2 separate regions of the Pan troglodytes genome follow, and region 2 is linked to region 1. A link is a contact called in public HiChIP or PLAC-seq data. All regions are on one chromosome and are shown on one strand. The core of a region is the stretch at or near the end of the contact, and the rest is flanking DNA. Distances in the headings are between cores, read along the strand shown. Region 1 holds the start of SCNN1G (sodium channel epithelial 1 subunit gamma). Region 2 holds the start of COG7 (component of oligomeric golgi complex 7).

Region 1 (7,536 bases), core at 4,252-6,751:
TCTATTGTTAGTTATATTAGTGTTATTATATTTATTAAGACTTTATTCCTCCACTACAGTATAAGCTCCACTAGGGCAAATACTGTGTTTGGGTTGTTCAGTTCTCTATCCCAGAACCTAGTACAGTGCATGACAGTTTATAGATGCTGAGTAAATTATTATGGAACAAATAATGGATGGAAAGAAGGAAGGAGGACCAGAGAGAGAGAGAGAAGGAGGGAGGGAGAAAGAAAGAAGAGGAAGACATGGAGGGCGGAGAAAGAGTCTTAGACTTGATCTTGATTTTGAGCTTTGCACCAACTCACTGATGATTCTGGACAAGTTAGTTTCGTTTGATAATCTTTCTCCCCTGTTCTTCTTCCCTTCTCCCCACCCCTGCTCTGACAAAGTCTGCCTGATTCTGACCTGCCTCACGGACCAGTTTTCCATAATCCTGAGAAGGACTCTGATGACCCATTTAGAACAGGTCCTGCCGAGGATGATAGGGCAGTTCCAAGGGCTGATCACACCCAGGGCCCGATGAGCTCAATTAATGGGGCTGGGTTTATTCAGAGGAGGGTTTGGGGCAGCTGAGGTGCTTACAGAAGTCACCTGGGTGTCACTTCTGAGTCAGCCTTGAGCTCACTCATGCTGCAGGCAGAGTGAACATGTGAGCTTGGAGAGCCAGGGGTGCAGATGCAGATGGGGGTTGGCTAATTTGGGCTTGATATGGGGCGTGTGCAGAGGGGGTTAGTTCGTTCCAGGCCTCTTCTAAGTGAAACAAATCCTGCAGCTTCCTCTTTCTGCTCTCTCTGGGCTAGCCCATCCTCAGAAGTCATTGATAGTGTGGGTGTGGTGGCTCACTCCTGTAATCTCAGCACTTTGAGAGACCAAAGTGGCAGCACCACTTGAGCTCAGGAGTTTGAGACCAGCCTGAGTAACATAGCGAGACCCCATCTCTTAAAAAATAAAAAATTTTAGCTGGATGTGGTGGCATGTGCCTATAGTCCCAGCTACTCAGGAGGCTGCAGTAGGAGGATTGCTTGAGCCCAGGAGGTCGGGGCTGCAGTGAGCTATGATTTCACCACTGCACTCCAGCTTGGGTGACAGAGTGAGACCCTGCCTCCAAAAAAAAAAAAGGCCAGGTACTGTGGCTCACACCTGTAATCCAAGCACTTTGGGAGGCCAAGGCGGGTGGATCACCTGAGGTCAGGAGTTCAAGACCAGCCTGGCCCAGCATGGTGAAATCCCGTCTCTACTAAAAACACAAAAAAATTAGCCTGGCGCTGTGGTACACCCCTGTAGTCCCAGCTACTCGGGAGGATTGTTAGAACCTGGGAGGTGGAGGTTGCAGTGAGCCGAGATCGCGCCATTGCATCCCAGCCTGGGCAACAAGAGCGAAACTCCATCTCAAAAAAGGAAAAAGAAAAGAAAAAAAACAAGTCACTGATGGTCTGAAAACTTGGTACATACAGATTTAGAACTGGGGAGGGGACTGTTTGCCAGCGTTAGCAACAAATTCAAATTTCTAGAAAGCACATTTGTAGGCTGGAATCGACCTGCAGGCTGCCAGTGTGTCACTTTCGGGAGGGGCTTTGGCCTCTGTGGGGGGCCTGGCTCCCTACTCGCGTTTCCCTGCTCGTGCCTCTTACTTGTAGGGGTTGATGTTGCAGATGGTGACTGCAGGAAAATCCAGCTTCCGGAAGTGGACTTTGATGGAAACTGAGACAGTATAGAAGGAGAAGACGAGGAGGGCGCACTGCCAGAGGATGAGGGCGACGGCAGTCAGTGTGAACCCGATCCAGAGGAGGCGGCGCAGACGGCCGCGGGACACCACGATGCGGCGACAGCCATGGGTGTTGGTGTTGAGGCAGTACCACCGCATCAGCTCTTTAATGGTCGGCGCCTGAGGGCCCGTCACGGGCAGATTCTTCTTGATTTTGGCTTTGATCTTCTCTCCGGGAGCCATGGCGAGGATGGGACTTTGAGGACGGGCGTGCTGGAGGGGCAAAGAAGAGAAGCAGGTGAGCTGGCAGGCACTAGCCGGCTAGTGTGTCCCTGGAGACCACAGTCTGGGAAACACCAGTCCACGCGCCCTTAGAGACCTCCTTCCTCTGTTCCTCTGTGGCTTAGGCACTTTGCATTCTGAATCCTTGGCCCCTTTTCCAAGGGACGTTTGTTTTTGGCCACCACAGCTGCCAGAGAAGCTGCCTACTTCTCTTACGGCCCCCAGGCCTAGCCGTGCGGGGGCTGGGTGAGGTGCAACCTGCGAAGCGCTGGCTGGACAGGCTGCAGGACCTTTCCCCAGGTTCCTGGGCAGGAACTCTGGAAGCAGCCCCATCAGCTCTCTTATCAGGCAGGGGTACCCGTGCCTTATCACCTCCAGTAGCCCGCCTTCCTTAAGGGCAGCATTCCTATCTCATTATGCCCCCTGGTTCCTAGCACAGTGTCTGGCACAGAGCAGTGCTCGGCAGATTGTAACTGACAGATGAAATCTGCCAAGAAAATTTCCCGGCAGCCACCTTAGATCATATTCCTGGCTGCATTTTCCCCAGCCTTTTCTCTGAGGCTTTATTATAAGTGAAACGATTTCTCTTTTGTTTCTTCTCTTTACAGTCAAGCTCTTAATGTTTCTAGATCACCTGATGTAACAATAACCTACAACTATTGGCCACTTAGTGTTTGCCAGGCATTGTGCCATATTTCCTTGATTCTAAGATACCATTAATTTAGAGAATGCCCTTGATTTAATAACAGCTTTGGGGGAGAGTACCAGTATTGGAAGGCAAATTATCACATTCATCAATGTACACGATGCATCTCAACTATACAAACTTTACAATGAGAAATAATTTTAGAAATGAACTAATATACTACATAAAAACTCATTTCATGTTTATAATATATAGTCTCATTAGTCTCATAAGTAAATTTGTCTCTCTCTATAAATATACACATAGCCTACATATATTTCATTTTGTGTTTCAATAGTTCCATGAAGTAGGCATGCTATTATTATATCCATGTTACAGAGGAGAAAAATGGGCTCAGAGAGGTTGAATATCTTGTGTAAGATGATGCAGCTGGTTAGTGGAGGAGCTGGATGGAACCCTGCAGCCTTCACTGCTATGGCATACGCCTTTGAGGGGCCTGGTAGTACGCTGGGTGCAGGGAGTTAATTAACAATACCAAGAACTAAAGGTAGGAGGAAAGAGAAGGAACACAGCTATTTAATTTCCAAACTCTGAACAGTGCACATGACCACTTCTCAAGACTTGTGAGCACTAGTATTGGGGGTGGGGGATATATGAAAACTGTGTCGTCCTATGCCTTCTACAGTGACAAAGGCAAATTAGGACATATCCTAGGGTATACAGGGTGGTCCCCAGGACCAGAGAGGACCTGTGTCTGTGACTTCGATGTGCCCCATCAAGATTTTTAGGCAGTATTCGGAACCTGCAGAGTTATGTCTTTTTTTCCCACCCTGAACCCATGAAATATGGGCTAAAATTGGAAGCTGGGGCAAAGCTAGGAGGCTTCCAAGCTTATGATGCTAGTGGGTTTAAGGCCTCAGATGGAAAGGAAATGGAGTGCTGCGCATGGAGGTGAGATGTCCAGAGCAGCCAAACTGCTCTAAACCCTCCATAGATTGATACGATTTTGCTGGGGTGAAGAACACCATCAAAATGATGCTAGTAGCCTCTGGGCAAGAGGAATATAATTTATTTTTTTATCACTTAAAATATTGCCTATCCTTACCTCCTCCCTCACTACAATCCAAAAAAATAAAAAATGAAATAAAGAAGAAGGAAAGAAAGAAAAAAATTAGCAAGAGTTTGTTTTTAAAATCTAGGTCCAGGTTCAATTGCTTGTCAAATAAAACTGCAGCCCTCCTCTGTGAATGCTCAACAGAAGCTGTGATACTGGAAGCTCCTATCCCCAGCTCTCAGGGGTACCTCTGCCCCATCAGCCCCTTCCCCAGAACCGACCTTGACCCCAATGGATCAGTCGACAATGTCAGAGGAGCCTCAAGTGAAGGAAGGGAACCGATCTTGCTCTTTGCAAAACAGATAAAATATTCATATAAATAATATTTCAACTTCAAAGCAAAACAAGACTGTAGCTACCATTAGATTATGCAGCCTGAGCCAATGTGATACCCTTGGTGGAAGAATTACTAGCTGATACCCAGCACTTACTCTTCTAAGTACTTTGCAGCTGTCACCTCATTTAATTTTCATGATAATCGTCTGAGGTAGGTATCACAACCACCTCCATTGTACAAATGAAACAGACGCTGACAGGTTAAGTAGCTTGCCCGAGGTCACACTAGAAAGTGGCTGAGCTGGGATTTGCACCTAGGAGTCCCTTTAACGACTAACTAGGCTGCTCCTCAATCATTAATAATAATAACGGCAGCAGGGAAAGCAGCAATAATGGCAGCTATCACTTATTGATCCCTTTCTGTACTCCCAGGCATCCCACTCAGTCCTTTTCACACACTACCTGGTTTAATCCTCACTACAGTTATATGAGGTGCTATTACTTGGCCCATTTCACAGAGAAGGAAACTGAGGCACAGAGGTTAGGTAATTTGCCCAAGACCACACAGGTAGAAAGGATTTGAAGGATTCTTTAGAATTCCAGGGCCCTGGCTCATCGCAGCGGCTCCGTGTACCCCCTCCTCACCTACCACCGACTTTGCCTGTCCCCCATCCCACAGTGCAGGACCCCAAAGCTTGGAGAGGGATGAGAGATTTGCCCCAAGTCTAGCGTTGGGTTCGCTGGACCGGAGAGTTCCCGATCAGTGCCCGTCCCGAAGGGCGAGTCCTGTGCAGAAATCACTTGAACTCAACCTCAGGGCCCTGACCCGAGCTCCTGCCGAGCGACCCCGCAGCCCTGCCCTCCCTGCGCGGAGCGAGCGGGCGCTGTCCTGTGGCGGAAGCCACGTCTGCCCCGGGGGAGCGCCGGCTGAAGGCGCTGGAGCGAATCCAACCAGCCCACTTCAAGTGTTTGCTTCTTTCTGCACCAAGTCACCCCGGAGAAAGCATTCCAGAGGGTAGAAGGAACAGTAGCGGACAGGTCCACGCGACTCAACCCGGCACGGAAGGGAGCTGAACAGGCGCTGGGCGGAGAAAAGAGGCCAGGTGTGGCCCGGGACCCCCAGACCCCCGGACTCTGAGTGGCTCTCGACTGGCTTTGTGCTCCGGGCCACGGCGTGGGTAGACCCCGGAGAGCTGGCGGCTACCGCCCGGGCAAGATGTCCCAGCATCCCGGGCACCGGGAAGCCGCCACCGGCTGATGCTGGCTCGGCCACCCACCGCGCTGACGGCGTCCGACGCCCTGGCGCCTGGCAGCCGCTCCAGTGCCCAGAACCCCCGAGCTGGTCCGACCCAACCCGGCTGAACTCACCTTTCGGTTCCAAAGGGTCCAAGGCTCGTGAATGAGCGATCCGGGTGCGCTGCTCCTCTGCTCGCTCTTGGGCTAGCATCCCCTGGCAGCACCACCGCGGGCTCTTGTGGGCCGGCCTGGCCCCGCCCCCTAGGGCCCCGCCTCCCCAGGCCCCGCCCCCACCTGCCCAGGTGCTTTCCCCAGGCCGCCAGGCACCTGAGACCGCCCGGAGCGGGCCACGACTTCACAACGCCCCCTGGCGCCCCGAGGCCGCCCTGCGCCCCAGCCCGGCTGCGCTGCGCCTTCCTGGGCCACTGCGCAGTGCCTGCTGCCGCCCCGAGGCCGCCCTGCCATCCTGCATTCCCGCTGGGTCTCTGCGGCACTTACCCCAAGGCGCCTCAAAGCGCCTGCCGCCCCCTATTACTGCCCCGCGACTTCCTTCCACTCTCGTCCAGATGGCAGGCGCCTGCCCTGGCACCAGCAGGAATCCCACGCAGCCTCGCTCCTCGGACTCCCTCCAGACCTGCAGCTTCAGTGCCCACCAGCGTCCGGCTGTAGGCAGCAGGGGCTGTTCAGCAAGGCCACTCATCCTTTGACCTTTTCAGCTGCTTCTTTCTCTTTCTTTCGTTCTTTCCTCCTTCCTTCCTTTTTCTTTCTTTTCCTCTTTCCTTCTTTTTTTTTTTTTTTTTTTTGACGGAGTCTCGCTCTGTCGCCCAGTCTGGAGTGCAATGACGCTATCTCAGCTCACTACAACCTCCGCCTCCCGGGTTCAAGCAATTCTCCTGCCTCAGCCTCCCAAGTAGCTGGGATTACAGGCGCGCGCCACCATGCCCGGATTAATTTTTGTGTTTTTAGTAGAGACGCGGTTTCACCATGTTGGCCAGGCTGGTCTCAAACTACTGACCTCAGGTGATCTACACGTCTTGGCCTCCCAAAGTGCTGGGATTACAGGTGTGAGCCACCGCGCCTGGCCTGTCCTTCTTTCTCTTTCTTTCTTTCCTTTCTTTCCTCCTTCCTTCCTTGCCTGCCTGCCTGCCTTCCCGCCCGCCCACCTTCCATCCTTCCTTCCTTCCTTCCTTCCTTTCTTGCTTGCTTGCCTTCCTTCCTTCCTCCCTCCCTCTTTCTTTCTTCTTTCTCTCTCTCCCTTCCTTCCTTCCTCCCTCCCTCCTCTTTTTCTTTCTTTCTTTCTTTTTCTTTCTTTCTTTCCTCTGTTTCTCTCTTTCTTTTTTTAACAGGGTCTCCCTCTGTCACCTTGGCTGGAGTGCAGTGCTGCAATCATAGCTCACTGTAGCTGCCAACTACTGGGCTCAAGCGAGCCTCCCGCTTCAGCGTCTCAAATAGCTGGAATTACAGAGGTAAGCCACCTTTCCTGGCTTCAGCTGCCTTTTTATAGGGACTCAGATAACTACAAGAAACGAGATTAGAAAACTGCAATTGGGAGGGACCATACAGACACAGCCCCTTTGTGCCGGGGAGAAACTGAAGCCCAGAGAGAGGAAAGGATCTGTTCTTACCTAGAGCTTCTCAGATTTGAATGTGGTTACAATCACCTATGGATGTTGTTAAAATGCAGATTCTGACTCGATAGGGGTGGAGTGGGTCTTAAGAGTCCGAATTTCCAAATTCCTAGGAGATGCCATGGTTGCTGGTCCAAGGGCTGTTTGCCCAGGTGGATGGAAACAGGTCCAGCATTATTGGAGAGAAATTTAAAGAAAATCCTCTAAAAAGTCTCAGCTGCTTCTTCTAACACTATATGCTCATTGCAAAGAATTAAAACAATAAACTGTGCCCCCACCCCTCCCCAAATAAGCATGGCTAACAGTTTGGTTATTATTTGGTGTGTGTGTATGTGTGTGTGTCCACACACACATATTAGTTTTATATATATACACATACATATATAATGGGATTTTGAAACACACACTGTTCAAATTCTATGTTTGTTTTGAATGACAATACACAGTTATATTCTCACTGCAAAATAAAGCCAGCTTTTTCTTCTTTTTGTCTTTTAAATTATTTATTTATTTATTTATTTTGAGACAGGGTCTTGCTCTGTCACCCAGGCTGGAATGTAGTGGCATGATCATGGCTTACTGCAGTCTCAACTTCCTGTGGCTCCAAGGATCCTCCCACCTCAGCCTCCCAAGTAGCTGGGACCACAGG
Region 2 (7,544 bases), core at 2,591-5,090, 270 kb before region 1:
GCACCTGGCCTAAAACCGACAATTTTTTTTTTTTTTTGGGTGGAGTCTTGCTCTGTTGCCCAGGCTGGAGTGCAATGGCGCAATCTCCACCTACTGCAACCTCCGCCTCCTGGGTTCAAGCAATTCTCCTGCCTCAGCCTCTCGAGTAGCTGGGATTACAGGTGTGTGCCATCATGCCCAGCTAATTTTTGTATTTTTAGTAAAGACAGGGTTTCACCATATTTGGGCCAGGCTGGTCACGAACTCCTGACCTCAAGCTATCCGTCGCCTTGGCCTCCCAAAGTGTTAGGATTACAGCACTTTGTGCCTGGTCCCAAGATTCATTTGCCATCTTAAAATCAATTACTATATCATTTGAATAGAATGTGACAAGAACGACATGATTATCTCAATAGGCAGAGAAAAAAAAATACAAAATCCAACATCCTAAAAAAACTCTCAACAAACTAGGAATAGAAAGGGACTTCTGGCCGGGTGCAGTGGCTCACGCCTGTAACCCAGCACTTTGGGAGGCAGAGACAGGTGGATCACCTGAGGTCATGAGTTCGAGACCAGCTTGGCCAACATGGTGAAACCCCGTCTTTAGTAAAAATATGAAAAATTAGCCACATGTGGTTGTGGGCACCTCTAATCCCAGTTACTTGGAAGGCTGAGGCAGAAGAATCGCTTGAACCCGGGAGACGGAGGTTGCAGTGAGCCGAGATTGCGCCATTGCACTCCAGCCTGGGCAACAAAAGCAAAACTCTGTCCCCCCGCACCCGCCCCCCCAAAAAAAAATTGCAAAGGAAAAAGTGTCTATTCACAGACGACATGATCCTGTATGTAAACAAATCCCAAACAACACCCCAACACACAAACTAGAAGACAAATTTAACAGTCAAATGGTACAAGATAAATCTATAAAAATCAATTGTTGCTGAGTGTGGTGGCTCACGCCTGTAATCCCAGCACTTTGGGAGGCTGAGGCAGGTGGATCACCTGAAGTCAGAAGTTCAAGACCAGCCTGGCCAACAAGGCAAAACCTCGTCTCTACAAAAATTAGCTGGGTGTGGTGACACATGCCTGTAATCCCAGCTACTTGGGAGGCTGAGGCAGGAGAATTGCTTGAATCTGGGAGACGGAGGTTGCAGTGAGCTGAGATTGCCCTGCTGTACTCCAGCCTGTGTGACAAAGCAAGACTCTGTCACACACACACACAAAATCATTTTTCTGTAACAAGAAACTATGAAAATTAAGAAAATTCCATTCATGGTAGCATTAAAAGGAAATACTTATTTTATTTATTTATTTTTTGAGACGGAGTCTCACTCTGTCACCCAGGCTGGATAACAGTGGCCCGATCTCTGTTCACTGCAACCTTTGCCTCCCGGGTTCAAGCAGTTCTCCTGCCTCAGCCTCCTCAGTAGCTGGGATTACAGGTGCACACCACCACGCCAGGCTGTTTTTGTATTTTCAGTAGAGACGGGGTTTCACCATGTTGGGCAGGCTAGTCTTGTATCAAACTCCTGACCTTGTGATCCGCCTGCCTCGGCCTCCCAAAGTGCTGGGATTGCAGGCATGAGCCACTGCACCTAGAAAAGGAAATACTTATAAATAAATAAATTTAACAAAATAAGTGCAAGACTTGTATTATACAATGAAAACTACAAAATATTGCTGAGAGAAATTAAAGAAGATCTAAATCAGATCTAAATCCCCAGGGGTGATTCCTACTAGGGAACACTTGGCACTGTGTGGACAGATTTTTGGTTGTCACAACTTGGAGAGGATGTTGCTCCTAATGGGTAGCGGCCAGGGATGCTGCGAAATATCTTACAATGCATAGGACAGCCCCCATAACTAAAAATTATCTGGGCTCAGTAGTGCCAAGGCTGAAAAATTCCCATCTAAATAAATGAAGAGGCGTTTCATGCTATGGATTGGAACAGTCAATATTGTCATGATGGCAATTCTCCTAAAATTAATCCAACAATTCAACAGTTCAACATAATCCCTGTCAAAATCCCAGCAGGATTTTTTTTTTTTTTTTTTTTTTTGGGGATGGAGTCTCGATCTGTTGCCCAGGCTGGAGTGCAGTGGCGGATCTCGGTTCACTGCAACCTCTGCCTCCTAGGTTCAAGCGATTCTCCTGCCTCTGCCTCCTGAGTGGCTGGGATTACAGGCGCGTGCCACCATGCCCAGCTAATTTTTTTATTGTTAGTAGAGATGGGGTTTGACCATGTTGGTCAGGCTGGTCTCAAACTCCTGACCTCATCATCCGCCTGCCTCGGCCTCCCAAAGTGCTGGGATTACAGGCATGAGCCACTGCGTCCTGCCTAAATTTTTAACAAGAACAAAGTAAGAGGACTTACAGTATCAGATTGCTGCCCTCGCCTCCCCTCGTCTCCCCTCCCCGCATTGCTCCCCTCCTCTCCCCTTCCCTCCTCTCCCCTCCCCCCAAATAATTGGGACTCCTAGCAGAAGGGTTACCCCAGTTAAAACCTACTCAACCCAGAAGAATGAGACAAACCAAGGGAGATGCCAATGAAAAACGAGAGATTATCAGGCCTGGAGATGGCAGCCAGCCACTCATACCCCAATGGCAGGCCAACCTGGAAAACTGTCCCCTGTAGGGTTTCCAAGGATGACATCTTGTCCTCCCCCTTGGGTTGGTCCCACTCTTGAAACAACATAAAAACTTAGAACCTAAAGAATACCCTCATACCTTCCCCTACCTTTTCTTCTTTTCTTTTCGAGACAGGGTCTCGCTCTGTCACCCAGGCTGGAGTGCAGTGGCGTGATCACAGCTCACTGCAGCCTCGACCTCCTGGGCTCAGGCAATCCTCTCACCCCAGCCTCTCGAGTAGCTGAGACTACAGGTGTGCGCCACCACACTCAGCTAATTTTTAATTTTTTTGCAGAGACGGGGTCTTCCGATGTTGCCCAGGCTGAGAAATTGTTTGTGATTATGGGTTATGCACAGATTTCTCAGCCGCAACACCAAAAGCATGATCCATTAAAAAAAGGTGATAAGGAACTTAACAAACTTTAAAAGGTCTGCACCTCAAAACACATCATTAAGAAAATAATTAGGCCAGGCGCAGTGACTCACGCCTGTGATCCCAACACTTTGGGAGGCCGAGGCAGGCGGATCACCTGAGGTTGGGAGTTTGAGGCCAGCCTGGCCAGCGTGGTGAAACCCCATCTCTACTAATAATACAAAAAGTAGCCGGGCGTGGTGGCACGCGCCTGTAATCCCAGCTACTCGGGAGGCTGAGGCAAGACACTCGCTTGAACCTGGGAGGCGGAGGTTGCAGTGAGCCGAGATCGCGTCACTTCGCTCCAACCTGGGCGACAGAGCAAGACTCCGTCTCAGAAAGAAAGAAAGAAAAAGAAAGAAATAGCCGGGAGTGTTGTCGCGCGCCTGTAGTCCCAGCTACTCTGGAGGCTGAGGTGGGAGGATCGCTGGAGCCCAGAAATTTGAGGCTGCAGTGAGCTGAGATCGTTCAATTGCCCAGGAATTTGAGGCTGTAGTGAGCAGAGATCGTTCAATTGCACTCCATTGCTGCCCACTGCGCTCCACTGTTGCCCAGGCTGTCCTAGAACTCCTGGCCTCAAGCGATTCTCCCGCGTCAGCTTCCTAAAGAGCTGGGATTACAGGCGCGAGCCACCGCGTAAATGCGCTAATGTATGTCAGGGCTTTATAGTAAGCATATAGTTTAGTCCTCGGCAAATGTTAGCAGACATGGGATATTTGTCGGTGCCGGGAGCTCTCAGTCCGGGGCGTTTTCCCACACCCAGCTCTGCTCAGCGCTCCGGACGCCTACAGTCACTATGGTAACGGCCAACGACTTCCGGAAGAAGAACGGCGGCCGGCGAGGGTCATTCCCAGCCGCAACCTGAGTGGGCTGAGCGGGGAAGTGCAAAGGGGCAAGTTACCCGTCCTGGCGTTTCTGGGGTTCGCCTCGGAGGCTAGCCTCGGTGCTCTCGCAGGCTCGCTCGCTTCTGCATCCCCGTTGCCGCCCGGAGCCAACTCTTAAGTTCTGGACGCCAGGCCTGAGGCAGTTCCGCCATGGACTTCTCCAAGTTCCTGGCAGACGACTTCGACGTGAAGGAGTGGATCAATGCGGCCTTCAGGGCCGGCTCCAAGGAGGCGGCGTCCGGGAAGGCGGATGGCCACGCAGCCACCCTGGTGATGAAGCTGCAGCTGTTCATCCAAGAGGTGAACCACGCCGTGGAGGGTGAGCCGCTCGGGGCCCTGGCCGCGGGACCCTCTCCTCCTCTCGGCTGGGCAGAGGTCACCGAACTTGCGTGAGGCACTCAGGTGGGCGGGGCACGCATGGACAGCAAATACCCTCGGCAAAAGAGCAAGCCCCGAACTCCTGATCACGTCAGCGGGAGTCTCAGCTGGCTGCCGGGCTGTCTTGAACACTTGCTAATTTTGGGTGTTGTTTTTCCTCCTCTGGCTGGGCTATAAGTTTCCTTTTTCTTCTCTTTCTTTCTCTTTGTTTTTTTCTTTTGAAACAGGGTCTCTCTCTGTTGCCCAGGCTACAGTGCAGTGGCTCGATCATAGCTCACTGCAGCCTCGAACTCCTGCACTCAAGCGATCCTCTCGCCTCTCGAATCGCTAGGACTACAGGCGCGAGCCACCACGCCCCACAAATTTTGTTTAAAAAAAAATTGTAGAGATGGGATCTCACTGTGTTGCCAGGCTGGTCTCAAATTCAAATTCCTGGGCATAATGGGTTTTCCAGTCTTGGCCTCCCAAAGTGCTGTGATTATACCTGTGAGCCACCACATCTGGCCTGAAGTTTCCTTTTGGAACTTAAAAGAGTGGATCTTATTGCAGTAGCTCTTCTCTAAATAATTCAATAGCAGATCTCTGGGATTCCCTTTTTATTATTATCCATAGGCACTGGAAGACAAGATGGATCTTTTTAAATGCTAGAAGTTTTAACCAGTTCTTAACATGTCTTTGTTGAGGCACCTTCCAGAACATAAGATACAACAACTCCAGTTTCTGTTATAGTGACTTGAATCTCAGAGTCAAGAGCCCAGTGTCAAAGAAAATTGGCTTTGACTTTTTGTAATCTAGGAGCACGAGTCTGTGAGATGTTTATTCAAAGAGTTAAAGAGCCTGTTTTGTACCAAACAATAAACTGTAAAAAGAAAAAAAAAAGTGAATTTTGAGAGTATGAAAGAATAGCCAACGGATCCTTATATCTGGAAAAAACGTATTATAGTATAGGTGTAAGAGAATGACACAGATCTGGAAAACATTGTTTTAGTGGATTTTATTTCAGCTGAGGAAGATAGGCTGGTCTCAGTGGAGACTTAAACCCTTTTTTTTTTTTTTGAGACAGGGTCTCATTCCTCATTCTGCTGCCCAAGCTGGAATGCAGTGATACCATCATAGTTCACTGCAGCCTCAAACTCTGGGTTCAAGCAGTCCGCTCGCCTCAGCCTCCCAAGTAACTGGAACTATAGGCATGTGCCACCATGCCTGGCTAATTAAAAAAAATTTTTTTTTAGAGACAAGGTCGCACTATGTTGCCCAGGTTGATCTCAAATTTCTGACCTCAAGTGATCCTCCCATCTTGGCTTCCCAAAGCCCTAGGATTACTGGTGTGAGCCACCACGCCTGGCCTAAACCATTTGTTGAGGATAAGTTAAATTATAAAAAATAACATGCACTGGCAACCATTTCATGTAACTCCTCAACTTGACTTTTATTCACCGTGTGTTGATTCACTGTGTGTTGATTCAGTACATACTGCACACAAGTCTCTCTCCTAGGCTCAGATGGAAAGACCAAACAGACTGCTTCCACTGGGAGTGGATAGTCCAAGAGATGTTCCCATTTTTGTTTGTTTTTTTGAGACGAAGTCTCGCTCTTTCCCCCTGGCTGGAGTGCAGTGGCGCCATCTCAGCTCACTGCAACCTCCCCCTTCTGAGTTCAAGTTATTCTCCTGCCTCTACCTCCTGAGTAGCTGGGATTACAGGTGCGTGCCCCACCCCTGGCTAATTTTTGTATTTTTAGTAGAGACGGGGTTTCATGATGTTGGCCAGGCTGATCTTGAACTCCTGACCTCAGGTGATCCACCCACCTCGGCCTCCCAAAGTGCTGGGATTACAGGCATGAGCCACTGTGCCCGGCCAGATGTGCCCATTGTTTAAGAAAAGGTAGGGAGGGGGCTCTATTTCACTGCAGATTGTTTTCTTTCTTTCTTTTTTTTTTTGAGACAGGGTCTCACTTTGTCACCCAGGCTACAGTGCAGTGGTGTGGTCACTGCTCACTGCAGCTTCACCTCTCGGGCTCGAGGAATTCTCCTGCCTCAGCCTCCTGAATAACTGGGACCACAGGCTTGTGCCACCATGCCAGATGGCACAATTTTTTGATTTTTTGTAGAGATGGGGTCTCACTATGTTGTCCAGGCTGGTCTCAAACTCCTGAGCTCAGGCGATCCTCCAGCCTTTGCCTCCTAAAGTGCTGGGATTACAGGCGTGAGCCACCGCGCCCAGCCCTTATTCTTTATTGTACCTTGCATCTTTTACTAATTATTGAGCATCTACTATGCATGTGTCCAGAAATGGGCAGTGGGGAGGAAAAGTTTATCTTGCTCGAGCTTGCTGCCTGTGGGGAAGATAGAAACAGTAAATTACAATGACAGATGGCTTTACTCAGAATAGAATCTGGAGTTGTGAGAACTGGCAGGAGGGTGCAGTTACGTCTTGTTTAGGAGAATCATAAAGCACTTGCCCTGTGTTAGACCTTGAAGGAAAACTTTGTAGGGCAAAGAGGAAAGGACATTAATAATAATATAATAGCAAATTGGCTGGGCGCAGTGGCTCATGCCTGTAATCTCAGCACTTTTGGAAGGCTGAGGCGAGAGAATCACCTGAGGTCAGGAGTTCCAGACCAGCCTGGTCAACATGGTGAAACCCCATCTCTACTAAAAATACAAAATTAGAGGTGGATGTGGTGACATGCGCTGTAGTCCCAGCTACTCAGGAGGCTGAGGCAGGAGAATCACTTGAACCCAGGAGGCAGAAGTTGCAGTGAGCAGAGATCCCACCACTACACTCCAGCCTGGGTGACAGAGTGAGACTCTGTCTCAAAAATAATAATAATAATGATATAATAGCACATATATGAGGTTTGGTACATGTCAGACACTCTTTTTAGTGCTCTATATGTATTAACTAAGTGATTCTGAAACATGGGTTGCAATGCTTTCCTCGCCTCCCCTTATCCTTGTTCCTGCCCTCAGGAACAGGGAATATTTGGAAATTGGTGGGAGGTTTTTTTTTTTTTTTTGAGATGGAGTTTCAATCTTGTTGCCCAGGATGGAGTGCGATGGAGTGCAATGGCGTGATCGCGGCTCACTGCAACCTCCGCCTCTCGGGTTCAAGCAATTCTCCTGCCTCAGCCTCCCGAGTAGCTGGGTGTATAGGCATGCACCACCATGCCTGGCTAATTTTGTATTTTTAGTAGAGATGGGTTCTACATGATGGTCAGGCTGGTCTCGAGCTCCCAACCTCAGGTGATCTGCCTGCCTCGGCCT

The links. HiChIP or PLAC-seq counts read pairs in DNA pulled down with a chosen protein or histone mark.
Region 2: a contact with region 1 is called in an H3K4me3 HiChIP or PLAC-seq map of stem cell-derived excitatory neurons, with 5 times the contacts expected there. The contact joins the promoter of COG7 here to the promoter of SCNN1G in region 1. A contact is called at or near these places in 4 of 7 Hi-C or Micro-C datasets (blood, induced pluripotent stem cells, a lymphoblastoid cell line and 1 more), 1 of 1 datasets of contacts at active chromatin or transcription factors (stem cell-derived excitatory neurons) and 1 of 1 other capture datasets (stem cell-derived neural stem cells).

Annotation. Positions count from the first base shown.
Region 1 is chr18:25,797,333-25,804,868 of NHGRI_mPanTro3-v2.0_pri, reverse strand. It overlaps SCNN1G (sodium channel epithelial 1 subunit gamma), which reads right to left and starts at 5,501. Exons shown (of 12, transcript XM_016929627.3): 1 at 5,392-5,501; 2 at 1,632-1,978. The coding sequence starts at 1,948.
Region 2 is chr18:26,066,091-26,073,634 of NHGRI_mPanTro3-v2.0_pri, reverse strand. COG7 (component of oligomeric golgi complex 7) reads left to right here and starts at 3,840. Exons shown (of 17, transcript XM_510875.8): 1 at 3,840-4,220. The coding sequence starts at 4,052. LOC129137408 (a long non-coding RNA gene) reads right to left here and starts at 4,041. Exons shown (of 2, transcript XR_008539992.1): 1 at 3,919-4,041; 2 at 1,258-1,571.